Regions from separate parts of the Zea mays genome. Here region 1 is linked to region 2. A link is a contact called in public Hi-C data. All regions are on one chromosome and are shown on one strand. Each heading gives the region's core, a stretch centred on a gene start, on an enhancer-like site or on the middle of the called end of the contact. The rest is flanking DNA. Distances are from core to core; before and after follow the strand shown. Region 1 holds the start of LOC100281671 (homeodomain protein JUBEL1). Region 2 holds the start of LOC103643963.

Region 1 (7,436 bases), core at 1,111-3,610, 260 kb after region 2:
CTTGTGGCAGTAAAAAAAATAAAAAAAAACAAGATCTCCCCTCTCTCTCCTCTCTCGTACCACCAGCTAGTAGCTGCTGCTTCTGCTGGATCATCGGTTGTAGTACTGTACTGCTACGTACGTACCGGCTCTGCACACCTACCGCCGCGGCCGCAACTACCTTAACTAGCGCCGCGCGCCTCCGTGGCCACGATCGAGCGTCGTCGTCGGCCGGAGCTTATTAGCTATGGCGTCAGCAAACCCATGCACCTAGCTATATGCATGCAAGCTAGATAGACGATGAAGCAGAAAGGAGGGGAACGGATGGAGTCCGCGTGTGTGTGTGTGTGGATGATGAGACAGTGGACGTGCCTCGTCGAGCATGGAGATGAGCTTGGCCTTCTTGCGCTGCTGCTCGAACCGGTCGGCGGGGGACAGCTGCGGGGGCTCCTTGTTGGGCGCGGACGACGGGGACTGCGCGGCGGCGCCGGAGCTGGAGGCGCCGCCCTTGTTGCCCGGGTTGTTGTTAGGGTTAGACGCCGAGGCCCCTCGCCCGCCGCCCTTGATCTGCCCGCGCCCGACGCTGCAGAACTCCTCGAGGAGCTCCTGCGCCGCGCGGGTGTACTTGGAGTTGCGCAGCACGCCCGCGACGCCGGCGGGGCCGTAGCCGACGTGCAGCTGCTGCCCCAGCGCGCCGACCTGGCCGTGCAATGCCATCGGCAGCTGCTGCTGCTGCTGCTGCTGCTGGCGGTTGAAGTAGAGCACGCCGTCCCGGACCCTCAGCTCCTCGGCCTGCTTCGCCATCTCCAGCTGCTGCAGCGACGGCGACAGCGACAGGGACAGCCCCTGGCCTTCCACGACGCCGGTCCCGGCGCCGCCGCCAAACGGGGCCCCGGCGTTTCCGAACGCCTGGAACGCCGCCTCGTGGTGCTGGACCTGGACGTCCGACGGCGACGGCGGCGACGATCTGGACTGCTGCTGCTGCTGCGGGTTCATCAGGAAGAGCTGCATCGCGGCGGCCGGGTCGGTGGCCAGCCCAGCCATGCTGCCCTGCTGCTTCGGGGACGACGTTTCACCTAACGACCCCATGTTGGCCCCACCACCGAGGACCAAGCCAGCAGCACGACCCGCCGCGCCGGCCCCGACGAACCAACCGCCGTCGCCGGACAAGCCAGCCACCACCCCTCCGGGCCCCTGCTGCTGCTGCTGCCGTAGCCCCCCGAAGCGGTAGTTGGCGCCCATCTGGCTGGCCAGCAGCTCGGTGGCGGAGGGCCCCGACGGCGGCGCGGGGAAGTTGAACATCTCGGAGAGCATGTTGGAGGCCCCAGCTGCGGCCGCCGCGTGCTCGTACATGGACCCGGGCCCGCCATGCTCGTCGCCCTCGATGGGGAGCAGGCCGTGGCCGCCGCCGGCGGCCGGGTCGAACCCCTGCACCCTCAGCTTGTCGCGGCGGCTCTGCTGCGCCACGTGCTGCTGCTGCTGATGATGGTCCTGGTGGCCGGAGTCGTCCGGGCGGTCGAAGCCATCCGAGGAGTAGCCGTAGACGCCGGCGCTGCCCTGGTGGAATCCCTGCGAGTGGGACATAGAAGCCGCGGTAGCCGCCCTGGTGGCGGCGGCGGCGGAGATCGCTGCGATGTTGATCTTGGTGCGTTGGCTCACGTACGTGGTGGTCTCGTACGGTGGCGCCGCTACGCCCATGCCGGCGGCGCCACTGTCATCATCATCGGCGGGATCCCGGCCACGACCTCCTTCCTGCGAAGCTCATGAGCAGCAGCAGCACCATCGTAATAAGCACCGGCCAGGCGGGGAAAACGAATATAGAATCCAAATTAAGAAGACGATGAACCGAATTGCACTCTCCCAAAGCAAAGAAATCGAAAAATAAAGGAACTCTCCAACTAGCTAGCTTTGCATGTATACGAAGAAACAAAAAAGAACCGATCGATCGACCGGGCAACCAAAGCTGAACGAAGGAACGAAGCATGCAGGATAGTGAGGAGGAGCTAGCTCCCGGCGCTGCTGCTTACCTTAGCCTAAGAGGAACTAGCTACCACATCGTTATCTGGGTGCGGGAGTAGTGAAAGGCCTGCCTCCGAGTCCAGCCGCTCCTCTCCATCTCTGTCTCTCTCTCCTTGTCTCCCGAAATTTCTTTATCCCTCAATCCCTCTCCTCCCTCCTGTGCTGCGTGCGTGTGACTAACTATATATTTTTTTTGCCCCCTCCCCTCCTTGTCCGGTCGGGTCGGGCGGCGGCCGAGCACGCAGACGCAGCCTTGTGCGATCGATCGCCTTCCGATTCCGAGAGAGGGGGACGGCGAGGAGCGCGACGACGCGCAAAGGGGAGGGCGAGGCAAGCAGCTGGCTCTAGCTAGGCTATAGTAGTAGCGCGTAGGGCGGGTGGCCGGTTGGTATATAAAAAAACCGAGCTCCTTTTCCCCTCCCTAGCTCTCCTCCTGCCGCCGTGACTGCTGCTGCAGATATTGGAGTTGGACGGGGGCGTGCTCAGTCCAGAGGGGGGGAGGAGGAAAGGAAGACGTCGCTGTCCCTGGCCTCGCTAGCTCTCCCTCTCCATTCCTCCTTTGGGGATCCCTCTTTTTTCTTTTATGCCCTCGCTTGTACCGCGTTTAATAATCGGGCGTCGTTGTTGTGTTGTGGTTAAGTTATTGTTGCTGGTGCTGGTGATGTCGTACGCTTGTTTTCATTTGTCCCCCCCACCCATCCACTCTAGCTCTCTCTCTCCTTTTCATGGCTCTTTTGTTTTCTATCCTCGAATGACTTTACAGCTGATTTTTAGCAAGAGACTAGCTGCAGCTAGCCGCTATATATGGGTACTTCTCAACATGCAACAATTCGAGCGAGCGCCTAGCTAGTACATGTACACACACCGTACCGGCAGCCGACCAACTATCTCGCTCCCCTCGCTCGCTGTGCGAGCTAGATACAAGGTGGAATGGAAGATGATGTTGATCATGTCGAGTATTATCCAGCAGGGAGGCAGAGGGGAGGAAAAAAACAGATGGAAAGCAAGTAAAGGGGGCAGGGTCGTCTGATGGGAAAAGAAAGCGATGAGGAGGCGTCCCTCTCTGCGTCTTTCCATCTTTTCTTTTTCATTTCGAAATTGACCAGCACTCGGGGACGCCCCTGCAGCCGAGGCGCGCGAGGAGGAAATAATCCACCCCGGCAGATCAAATTATCTTTTTTTTATGCAAAAAATATATAAAAAAGATAAGCAAAACTTTCCGTGTGCTATGCTAGCTAGCTCCTCCGATCCAACCAACGCCATATGTTTACGTCCTCGCCTTTATTGCGAAACCGAGAAAATGATAAAAAAAAATCTCGGCCCGGCCGGTGGTGGGTGCGACGAATCTCCTATGCTTTATTTTTTTCCCCGCCTGCTTTCTGATGAAACATTTAATTAAATGGAGAAAGGAAAACGAAAGCGGGATTGCTGTTGCGCTTGCGCCGCTGCAGATTCGTCTCAACCACGCGGGCGCGCGTGCGGCTGTGGTGTGCGAGAGCGTCGCTAAGGGTCTGTTTGGTTGGGCTGTGGCTGTGAAAAAAGTTGCTGTGGGCTGTGAGCTGTGGAAAAAGCTGCTGTAGGCTGTAAGTTGTTAAAAAGCTAAAAACCGTTTGATGGAAACCACTAAAAGTCGTTAAAAATTCTTCGATATATGTTTTCATAGTTCCATCCGAAAAGCCACTAAAAGCAGGTCCAGAGGTGCTTTCAGATTTGCACTACGAGAAAGTCGGCTTTTAGAAAAAGCTGCTTCCTGGATCCAGCCCTTTGGTTGGCTTTTGGTTTTTAGAGAAACAAAAGCCAAAGCCAAAAGTCAAACCAAACACACCCTAAACCTGACGACGCTACTACTGCGCGCGTGTGTGCTGTGCAGGCCTAATCAATCCGTCCCCAACCGCTAATAATCCAACCGGCCGGCTTCGCCCTTTTTTATTAATTTTTTCCTTGCTGATGATCCTGGCCGTACGTTGACCTGCTCGGCGTTCGGCACGTCCAGGCCCTTTTTCTAGGCTTTCTTGCTGTAGCGTTTAGCGCGCAGTGATGGTGGGGTTTTAAGAGAGGCGGTTGAGGGGATAGATAGCTCGGTGCATGCGTCGCGCGCGTTTCTCCGGCCATGCGGGCAGTCTGCATGGTCGTCTTGACTTTTCTGTCTAATCCGCCTGAGCTAGCGGGGTCGGAAGAGAGACAGATGATGAGGAGGAGAGGATGAGGCCGGCGCCGGTGATCGAGCTAGCCTCAGCCGCGGCGCCGCACCACCGTACAGGATCGGAGTACAGACGCGCCAGAGAGCTAGCTCTTGTTAGCTTCGAGCGTGCTAGCTGTACGTGCGAGTGACGCTCTTTTTTTTTGGGGGGGTTAAATTCGGTCGTCTCCATCTTTATCGTCGGCGAGCCGGGGCCGTCGGACGGGGATCGGGCGGTGGGCGGAGCGGTGGTCCAGGCGCGCGATAGCGGCCACGGGCGGGGCTTGTCGGCCGCTGGGAGCGGAGCGGTGCGGAGGGGAGGGGGATTGCCGTCTCGATCAATTATTGGGCCCTTGTGATTTGGACTCGGCACCAACTCAATCCTAGTCTCACACAGTGATCATGTGTTATCTAACTGTGGGCCCCCCGCGCGCGGGAAAAAAAAGGTGCTTGGCTTCAGGCTATACGTACGTACCGACAGCACTCGAGAGCAAGCCATTCATGAACTACTCTCCTCCGAATCGGCGTACTATCATTTCCAAGTCTTAAACGACCATATATTTATTATTCTGCCATGCAATTCTTCTTCTTAGACTTCCGTTTGGTTTTTTTATTCAACGACTAAAGTTTAATTAAGAGATTAAGACCCCGTTTGATTCTTTTAGTTCAACGACTAAAATTTAGTTAGAAGGCTAAAGTTTAGTCTCTACCCTATTTTGATTCCAGAACTAAAACTATTTAAAACAAATTAAATAAATCATAAGAGGATTCAAATACCCCTTGGCAATTGGTGCTCCGCTTCTGGCTCCTCTTGGACGCTCCCCGTCGTCTTCACTATCGAGCTTCTAGCCAAAATGTCGTAGGCCTCGTTCCCTTTGGTACATGGTGGCGGTCGTGTCACAAACGCGGTTGACAAGGTCTCGCAAGACTTTTGTCCCACTTGGTACAATATTACAATGGCTCGCGCAAGTGCCGAGGGGTTTTGTGGGTTTTTTTAAACTCACTCAACTAACTAGGAACAACCTAGAGCTAGCACAATAGCGATCTAACTACCGTAAGCACATCGCAAAAGCACTTATACTGATCACCCGATGAATCTCTTTTGCATTTGTGTGTTGAATCTCTTAGAAATGTGCCTCTATGCTTGAGATATGTTTCTTGTGCTCCACACAATCCAAATGGCCGATTGGATGGGTATAAATAGCCTCCCCCTCAAATAGAGCCATTGGACTGAAAGTAGCAGTTTCTGTCGTTGGGCGCACTGGACAGTCTGTTACACACCGGACATGTCCGATGTCCTAGCCACGTCATCCAAGGATTGAGAAAGCTGTTGCAGATGACCGTTGTCCTGCTGTCAGCCTTACTTTGGATAGTACGGTGGTTCACCGGACAGTCTGGTGGCTCTCCTCCGTAGTGCCTCCTGGAACTAGCTGTTGTGCTCCTATTGCCTGGTGCACAGAACAGTCCAGTTGTAGGGACCAGACAGTCTGGTGAGCCTCCACTGCATCTCCGGTGCACAAGCTAACAACCCTTCTCAATTTTCTTCACTTCTTTTGATTGGGATTCTTTTGGACTTGTGCTTGATATTTATTGATCCTTAGAGCCTCAGTCCAATCCACTTCGCATACTGGGAACTATAACTTTATGTAGGAGCTGGAACATGGAGCCATCCAAACACCCCTTATTACCGTACTTGTGTTGCGTCGGATCACAATTTTTTAGACTAAGTTTTAGTAATATATTGATCCATGTTCCACACAGTAAGGCTAGTCCCATGGATACTGTTAGATGTAAGGTAGGATTATGACATTGAATTTAATAAAGAGCTGTATATATAAAAAAGTTGTATAATCCTAAAGATATAATTTGGACACGTCTTCCAAAGTTAGACAATTGTGCAGAATCCTTAGATACACGCATTATATTGTGATCATTACGGGTAATGAATCACGATCTAAATATTTCTTCACGATTCGTTTTTGAGCCTTTAATTAATTTTAGTTCCAAAATAAATAGAAATAGAGCCATGCAAATACGTTCTGATTCTTAATTTTTAGAGTATAAAAGGTAGAGTCTATTACCGTAATTGGCTAATTGTGATAGAACATATACAATAATCAATTGTTTAGTGGCTCCTAAGGGTATTTTCAACCCATTGTTTCTTATCACGATATACAAAGCTGCCACATCATATGTTGCTATAGAAGATATTGTTGTTACAATATATAGTATCATGTGTTGTTTTATAGTCCCCACAAGACAATTAAATGCTACACTACCGGAAAACGGATCTTTGTCGAGTGCCAAGTGATCTACCGAGGCACTCGACAAAAAAACTCTTTGTCGAGTACCAAACAAAAAACGCTTCGCAAAAAAACACTCGGGCAAAGAGCTTATTTGCCGAATGTTTTTTCGATACTAGGCAAAACAAGTTTTAAATCACATTTCGAAGCAGTAAATTAATTCAAATGGGAAACATTTACAACTACAAAGTTGTATAACTCATCAAAATGTACGAATGTTGTTTTGCTCATTTCTTCATATGACAAAATAAAAGTAAACTTGTTTCACAAAACTTATATCTCTCTCTATAGTTTATGAAACTACAAGATGATGTATATGATTTCCGAACAATGTTAGAACCACCATGTTGGATGAACAAATGAGCAAACAACCAAAATAAACTTTGTAGAGATTAAGAGGTTATAGAATTTTGTACTTGGCAACTTTTGGATTTGAGTCATCTTGTCAACGAAAACAATGTCTGAATTCAACAAAATTTAAATTCAATTTTTTTTCAAACAACCTCGGGTGGAAACCGACCAATATGGTACTTGTGGGTCTTGCAAAGTTTTGAAACTTTGTAGCTAACAACCTTTTGAATTGAAATCATTTGTCATGCGAAACTATGTTTGGCTTTCAAAATTTGAAATTTTCAATCGTCGTTGGATGAAAAAAATACCAAAATGAAAGTTGTAGGTATCAAAAAGGCTATTTAACTTTATTGTTTATAACCTTTTCATTTGAAATCATTTTATCATAGAAAAATATGTTGAAGTTTTCAAAGTTGAAAAATCAAATTTTGTAAACAACCTTGAATGAAGAAACTACCAAAATAAAAGTTGTAGATCTCAAAAAGTTATGCAACTTTGTAGTTTACAATCTTTCCATTTAAATTTATTTAGTGCCTCAAACAATCAATTTACACTTGGTTTATTATAATATGTGGGAGAAGGAAAACGTAATATAGACACAAGTG
Region 2 (7,165 bases), core at 1,557-4,056:
AATATAATTTGTTATTACAATTAACAGGATGTCTGGGTGGTGTAGTTGGTTATCACGTTAGTCTCACACACTAAAGGTCCCCAGTTCGAACCTGGGCTCAGACAATTATTTTGTGAAAAAAGAGAAAGATCTCTTTTTTGTGCGTTCATTTGTTATACTCTGCACTCCCATATTTTGCTGGTTTCTTCATTGATTTTATAAACAAATACTCTCAGACACCAGACTAATGCAATTCATTTATGCGGGAAACAATCAAACAAGTACCCTTGCCCTTCCGGCTGATTCAGTCACAACAGCAGCAGACAGCCTATGGAAGTTCTTAAACAAGTATCGGTTGCTTCTTCAACCTTGCTATGTTACTCAGACATCAGACGGTGCATTTTTTTTTTTTGCGGAAAAGAAGTATCAACTATCCTTTCCCTTCCGGCTGAACCAAAGGCCTAGGAATTCTGGCCACAACTCGAAACAGCAACAGCAAGCAGCGTATTGTAGCTGATCGGTTGACCAAAAACCCAAATAAACACGCGACAGCCTGTAGCTGCAGTTATAGATGTACAGCAAACTCAAGACCGATCCGAAGCATGTTTTTTCATCCAAGTCCGACCTATTTAGCTCGGACTGACCCGACACGACGGGTCGAACTCGGACAGAGAATCAAACAAGTCGTGCTAGCCTGGCAGTCTAGCACGAGCTATTTAGCACTTGACCTTTTTTTACTGAACCGTGCTTTTCGGCACGCTTTTTTCGTGCTTATGGGCTAGTCCAGTCCAACCCATTTAACTTCATAGCGTGTCGGACCCACGGACCTATCAGGTATAGCTCCGTTTTCTAACCGTTTCTAGTGGGTCAGACCCAAATCGGGCAGACCGGACGGCCTGTTTGAACATCACCTGCTGCATTCCTGCTTGATGATCCAGCCAAATGTCTCCAACCAGGGCGTCACGCATCAGACCACGGTATCCACCGGTTGGCCCTGGCCGGCCTAGCTGCAACGCCTCTTTGACTTGCGCGGCCGTGCGCGTGCTAGCATAACTTTTTTTTTTGTCGACCGCACGTCCGCACTAATCAATTAATCTTAATCGAACTTCAAACCCCACAGGGCGCAGCCACACGGACCCACGTGGCCGGATAAGGTTGTGCAGTGGGCCACGTGAGCACAGCAGCACCGATCCAGATTCCATTCCTGCCGTTTTCACCGCACTCGCGACGCGCGGATCACCCGCAAAGTGGTGAAAAATCGCGGCAGCCGCTTTGGTCGGGTTGGAGTTGGACCACGCATAATGCCTCCACTCCACTCTGTCCAGCTGCTCCTCTGATCCTATCGAGGCCGGCGACATTTGGCAGCGGCCGGCTTGACCAGCGGAGGCGCGGAGTGGTTGCGTTAGATTAGGCGTGGTTAGGTTAGGTGGCCCGCAACGGTGATGCAAACGCACCCGTTCCCCAACCATCTGCCAGCCCCCGTCACGTCACGCCCATTCCCAGCTAGTGCTCCGCATCGTCCACCCGTTTCTGTTCGAGGGTGACGGTGGAAACTGGCCGATCGCCGACAGGGTGCCCCGTCGCGGCGGCGATGAAACGCGAACGTGACGTGGCGTCATCGCTCCTCTAACGGAACGTGCGGTGCATCATTCTTTCTGGGCAGGGCAGAGGAGAGAAAAACCCCAAGCTAAGCTCGTTCTCGTACACCGGTACGGGCAACGGTTGATTACGAACTACCTTACGTACTCCGCTGCAAGTTCTCAGACCTTGCGTAAAACTAGTGGGTGTGCCTAGTTGCTTTAATTAGTTTCTTCTTCAGAAACAGTCGGTCTATGTGTATGAACAATGAATTGCAACATGAGTTTCTTTTTTTTGCAGGAACAGAACATTACGGCTTCCCTTTCGTGCTGCTTTCATCCATCTTTGTAAAGACAAGGAAGTCAGGAGGCCACCCAACAGAATCTGCCGAACAAGATCGCAAAAGTTCAAGGGAGCCGAGGCCTGAGTAGGGATGGCAACGGGGAATTCCCCGTCGGGTTTTAGCTCCCCATCCCCGTCCCCGCGACGAAAATTTTTCCCCGCGGGGATCCCCACGAACGTTTGCGGGGGACATTTCTTCCCCATCCCCATTACCCGCGGGGATAAATCCCCATCGGGGATCCCCGTACCCGCTTAAATTATAATTAGATCGTACTTCATTTATTATTAATGTAAAACATTGTCACTTATACACATTGTTAGATGTAAAAATCATTATGTGTACATTAAAATGAACGCATTTGTACAACTAGTGATCTTTTGTCAAGATAATTATTTATTTCTATTATTAACTATTATATAAAAACATTGTCATATGTAAGTTTAACGGGTCCCCGCGGGGAACGGGGATTCCCCATCCCCGTCCCCATTTACCCGTCGGGGGAGAAAATTTCCCCATTTACATCCCCGTGGGGGAAGAAATTTTCCCATCCCCGTCCCCTAATAGAGGAATTCCCCGCGGGGAATCGGGGATCGGGTCCCCATTGCCATCTCTAGGCCTGAGGCTTCGTGCTGCCAGTTGCCCACTCCCCGCAACGGTACAAAAAAAAAACCATACGGCTCCGCGTCTCCGCCCGAAACCCCGTCCGTGCGCGTGCGGTGCGGCGCCCCCCAACTGCCAGTGCCAGGGCTGGCAACCCGGTGGTGAACCTCAGCTGCACAGCGAGAGGGAGGAGAGGTTAGCAAAGAAAACAGGAATACTAGTACGTAATTAAGTTAAATGCTGAAATTCCTTTTTCCCGTTTTACTCGGTCTTAATAATAAAATCTCGGCTCTGTCTGCCTGCCCTTCTCTCCTCCTCAGTGCCCCCCCTTCTGCTCTAGCCTTCACGACTAAATCCACCACCACTCCCGCACACCTCACCTGCCCGCGTCGCCTCCTCCCCTGTCCTCCGCGCGCGTTGGGCGGGCAGCCAGCTCCCCCACCAAACCCTAATCACTCCGGCGCCGCGCCGCGCCGCGCGGCCCTGCCTCGATCCGCTCCAGCGGCCGCCCGCCGAGGCGGCTGTGCGGTGGTTGCGCTTGCGCTTACGCGCGCAGGTCCCCGTGGGTCTCTGCGCGCAGCGGGACCCGTCCACGGCGGCGAGGCGCGGGCTTCAAGGCGGGCGCAGGCGGAGGGGCGGAATTGCTCGGGCGATGACACGGAGGCTCGCGGCCGCGGCGTCGCGTCCGAGGCCGTGAATGGGAGTGGCGGGGCGCTGCGGGCGGCGGCTGCGTACATGGAGGCCGGGGCACCGCCCCGCGGCTGGCGCTGTGGGGTGCTCTGGCTCGTCAGCGTCGAGGTGAGCCCACTGCCTTCGATCCGGTACGGGTTTTGGCGGGCGGGCGGTGGGAGCTGAGTACAGATTCGGGGCGGAGTGGTCGGGAAAGTTCGGGGGGCTCAGCGTGCTCTCAGCGGATTTGGTATAGGCTGATGCGGGCATCGTGTTTGGAGGTTGATTTCAGATATTTGGCTTCCCTGCTGCGCGTAGGGTTTTACTGTTTCTCTGCGCACTTTTGGGGCAACAAATATTTGTCTGTCTCTCGGAGCTATTTTTGGATGCTTGGGGCGCGACCAAATTTAGGTACACCTAGGGTTTTATCATTTATATGTGGATTGCTTGACGTTTGCTCTCTCTTTCGTGAACATTTGGGCTTCTTATAACTTGCGTTCAAGTACCATTGTAAGGAGGAACCGTGCTTTTTGTATTGATCCCGACGATTTTTCTTTCAATTCTTTTCTCGTGTTGCAGATTGTGTTGGTTCTAGTCTGCACTCGCGGAGCTGGTGCGGATTCTGGTGAAAGCAAAGGATCGTTTCTGCAAGACTCTGAAGCTGGAGAAAAGGATGTCTACCTTAGCCACTCCTGCATCCACGACGAGATACTACATCAACGGCGACGAGCTGGGAGGAAGGAGTACTCTGTCATGCCACAAGTGTACCATGAGTCTCGGGAGGATGCGGAGCGTGTAAGAGGACGACACTTGTTGGGCATGTCATCTTGGCGTGCTCCGCACGAGAATGCCAGGAAGCCAATACGAATATACCTCAATTATGATGCCGTCGGGCATTCGCCCGACCGTGATTGTAAAAATGTTGGCGACATCGTGAAGGTCAGTTTGTCACATTAGCTTTTCTCATTGCACCACCAGCTATTTTATCTGTGTAGTAGAATTGAAACTGTTGTTTCTATTTGGTAGCTTGGCGAACCTCCTGTATCATCAGCACCAGGAACACCTATATGCGATCCTCATGGTGATCCACCACTGGTGGGAGACTGCTGGTACAATTGCACCCTTGAGGACATAGCTGGGAAAGACAAGAGGCAACGTCTCCGTAAGGTGCAGTTCTCATGCTTTTGTTGTCTCTCTGAAGGTTCAGTTCAAATGCATACCGAACACTCTGGACTGGTATAGAAGCTGTATCATCCATATCCCCATTTCCATATTTTTCTGACTTCTGTTTTGTTGTTGAGAATCATTTAACAGGCACTGGGGCAAACAGTAGAGTGGTTTAGAAAAGCTCTAGCTGTTGAACCTGTCAAGGGGAACCTACGGCTCAGTGGGTACTCAGCTTGTGGTCAGGATGGAGGTGTACAACTACCTCATGCGTATGTTGAAGGTAATTTTCAGTTTTAATGAATCAGTTTAGCAATCTTGCATTCTTGCCTGCTAATTGCCTGACTATGTTTTCATGTGAATCTCTCCTCAATTGCAGATGGTGTTGCTAATGCTGATTTAGTCCTCTTAGTAACAACTAGACCAACAACAGGTAACACCCTTGCATGGGCTGTGGCCTGTGAACGTGACCAGTGGGGTCGGGCCATTGCAGGTTTGTGAACCAACTCAATTAAGTACAGACATCCACATGCCAGGGGTTTCTAGTGTTGTTCTGACCCTACATGTATTCTTTTTCTGCTTTTAGGACATGTTAATGTGGCCCCTCGTCATTTGACAGCTGAAGCTGAAACATTACTTTCAGCTACTCTAATACACGAGGTTATGCATGTTCTAGGGTTTGATCCTCATGCCTTCACACATTTTCGTGATGAAAGGAAAAGGAGACGTGGTCAGGTACTCAACAATGTATTTCCCACTTCAGTATTGTGATATATTTTCTTTTGCTTAAAATAGACCCTAATGCTCAAAATGTCAGTGCATTACCTTATTTAAATTTGGGTTGCACTTCGACCTGCTTTTAATGTTTCTATGACTAAAGCGCTAGAAATTCGATGGGTGATGTCAACTTTGCTGGTTTATGGAATAATCGCTTTGGCAATTACCACTATATGGTGGTAATACAAGGGCAGTTAAGCGGATAATCCTAAAAAATGGTTAGATATAATTTAGGTTGCAGGTGCTTATAAGTTGGAGTCTTGGGAGTTACGTGTAGACCTCATCGGTCTGCTGTAAGCTTTGTCACATCACATGTTGGGCAACCAGCTCACGATGACATTTATGTTAAAATGTATGCCAGCAACTCAATGATTGCTGAAGAATTTGAGAACATGACCTCCATACTTGTGTGTGAATATGTACTGGACAAAAAGAATAAAATTCCACACAGTGTGGCATGCTTAGCTTAACAACCAATATTCTTCTCTAATCTATGTTTATCTATTTGTTCCTTCAGGTTACTGCTCAAAGTTTGGATAAAAAGCTTGGAAGAATGGTTACTCGTGTTGTCCTACCACGAGTTGTCATGCACGCGAGACATCATTATGGAGTAAGTTCTAACTAAAGATGTGGAAAAAGTTAATTGAGTCATTGGCGACAGTTATTTATTTTCATGCTCTTTACTTAGAAAACCCCTTCATATAAACTAACCAATTTGTTTTCATGCTCTTTACTTAGAAAATCACTTCATATAAACTAACCGGTTTTTGTCTTGTACTCTTGTGCTAGGCATTTTCCCAAAACTTCACTGGGTTAGAATTGGAAGACGGGGGAGGCCGGGGCACCTCAGGTAGATAACATGCACCCTTTATGGTCTTAATTTTTATTTTTCTTTCTTTCCTTTTTTCATTTGCTGTTATATGTATGCATCATGCAAGTTTCCAAACACATTCATTTGTTTTGATGTTTGATATACTATTAGGTTCACATTGGGAGAAGAGGCTCTTAATGAATGAGATCATGACTGGGTCAGTGGATACGAGATCTGTGGTTTCAAGAATGACTTTAGCATTACTGGAGGACAGTGGATGGTATCAAGCTAATTACAGCATGGCTGAACATTTAGATTGGGGTCAGAATCAGGGAACAGAGTTTGTTATATCTCCTTGCAACTCATGGAAAGGGGCATACCATTGCAATACAACTCAATTATCAGGATGCACATATAATAGGGAGGCAGAAGGTTACTGCCCTATAGTAAACTATAGTGGGGACTTGCCCAAGTGGGCTCAATATTTTCCCCAAGCCAATAAAGGTATGCCCAAATGTAGCATAAATTATTATGTTTATGACATTAAACAGGATGCTGAATTATATTAAATGAAAACTTTAAAAATATTTAACTTCTTTTTTAAAATTCTATTAGTTACACTCCTTTGAGTTCTTTCTAGTTTAATTAAAGCAGATGCCATAGAATACAAATACTTGTTTTGTGTGTTTGAAATGTATACAGAATCTGGTTTGAGTTGTAGGGGTAAATGTAACTTGCTGAAGATAGATAGATTCTTGTTTGCACAACATATAGTTGGTATTTAGCATGAAGTTGTCAGTATGCTATGAATTTCTAAATAAAAAAATCTAAGTGGTCAAAGCATGGTGGGAATCGATCTTGAGCTCTATCTGGGTTTAACGACTCAATGTGCTTTTTGGAACTGGTAGATCTACAGGGAGTGGATGCGGGCAGATCTGCATACCCCCACACTCTCTCACCTACACACAGGGGCGGATCTAGAATGTTATGCCCCGGGCCAAACCTACTAAATTTCTTCATCTTCTCTTTTATCCTAACAAATTCAGACTAGATTAAATAGAATTATATGGACTTACATGGATCACGCTCTGGGCCACGGCTCGGGTGGCCCGGGTGTAGAACTGTAGATGTAGATCCGCATCCGCCCCTGCCTACACATGCACCCAAAAATAAAAAAATAGAAAAAAGGGACATGATTGAATGATTGATTCTTAATTTGTTTGCGCTGTTGGAATCGTTTAATC

Evidence for each region. Hi-C and Micro-C count contacts between places; a contact is called where the count stands out from the background.
Region 1: a Hi-C map of tassel shows a contact between it and region 2, with 5 times the contacts expected there. The contact joins the promoter of LOC100281671 here to the promoter of LOC103643963 in region 2. A contact is called at or near these places in 7 of 25 Hi-C or Micro-C datasets (bundle sheath, ear, endosperm and 3 more).

Annotation. Positions count from the first base shown.
Region 1 is chr1:279,658,688-279,666,123 of Zm-B73-REFERENCE-NAM-5.0, forward strand. LOC100281671 (homeodomain protein JUBEL1) reads right to left here and starts at 2,361. Exons shown (of 5, transcript NM_001154591.2): 1 at 2,007-2,361; 2 at 352-1,731. The coding sequence starts at 1,677.
Region 2 is chr1:279,399,568-279,406,732 of Zm-B73-REFERENCE-NAM-5.0, forward strand. LOC103643963 reads left to right here and starts at 2,807. Exons shown (of 16, transcript XM_035964372.1): 1 at 2,807-3,298; 2 at 3,749-4,108; 3 at 4,196-4,336; 4 at 4,484-4,616; 5 at 4,713-4,826; 6 at 4,920-5,068; 7 at 5,628-5,720; 8 at 5,900-5,960; 9 at 6,093-6,425. The coding sequence starts at 3,236. TRNAV-CAC (transfer RNA valine (anticodon CAC)) reads left to right here and starts at 31; the gene lies at 31-104.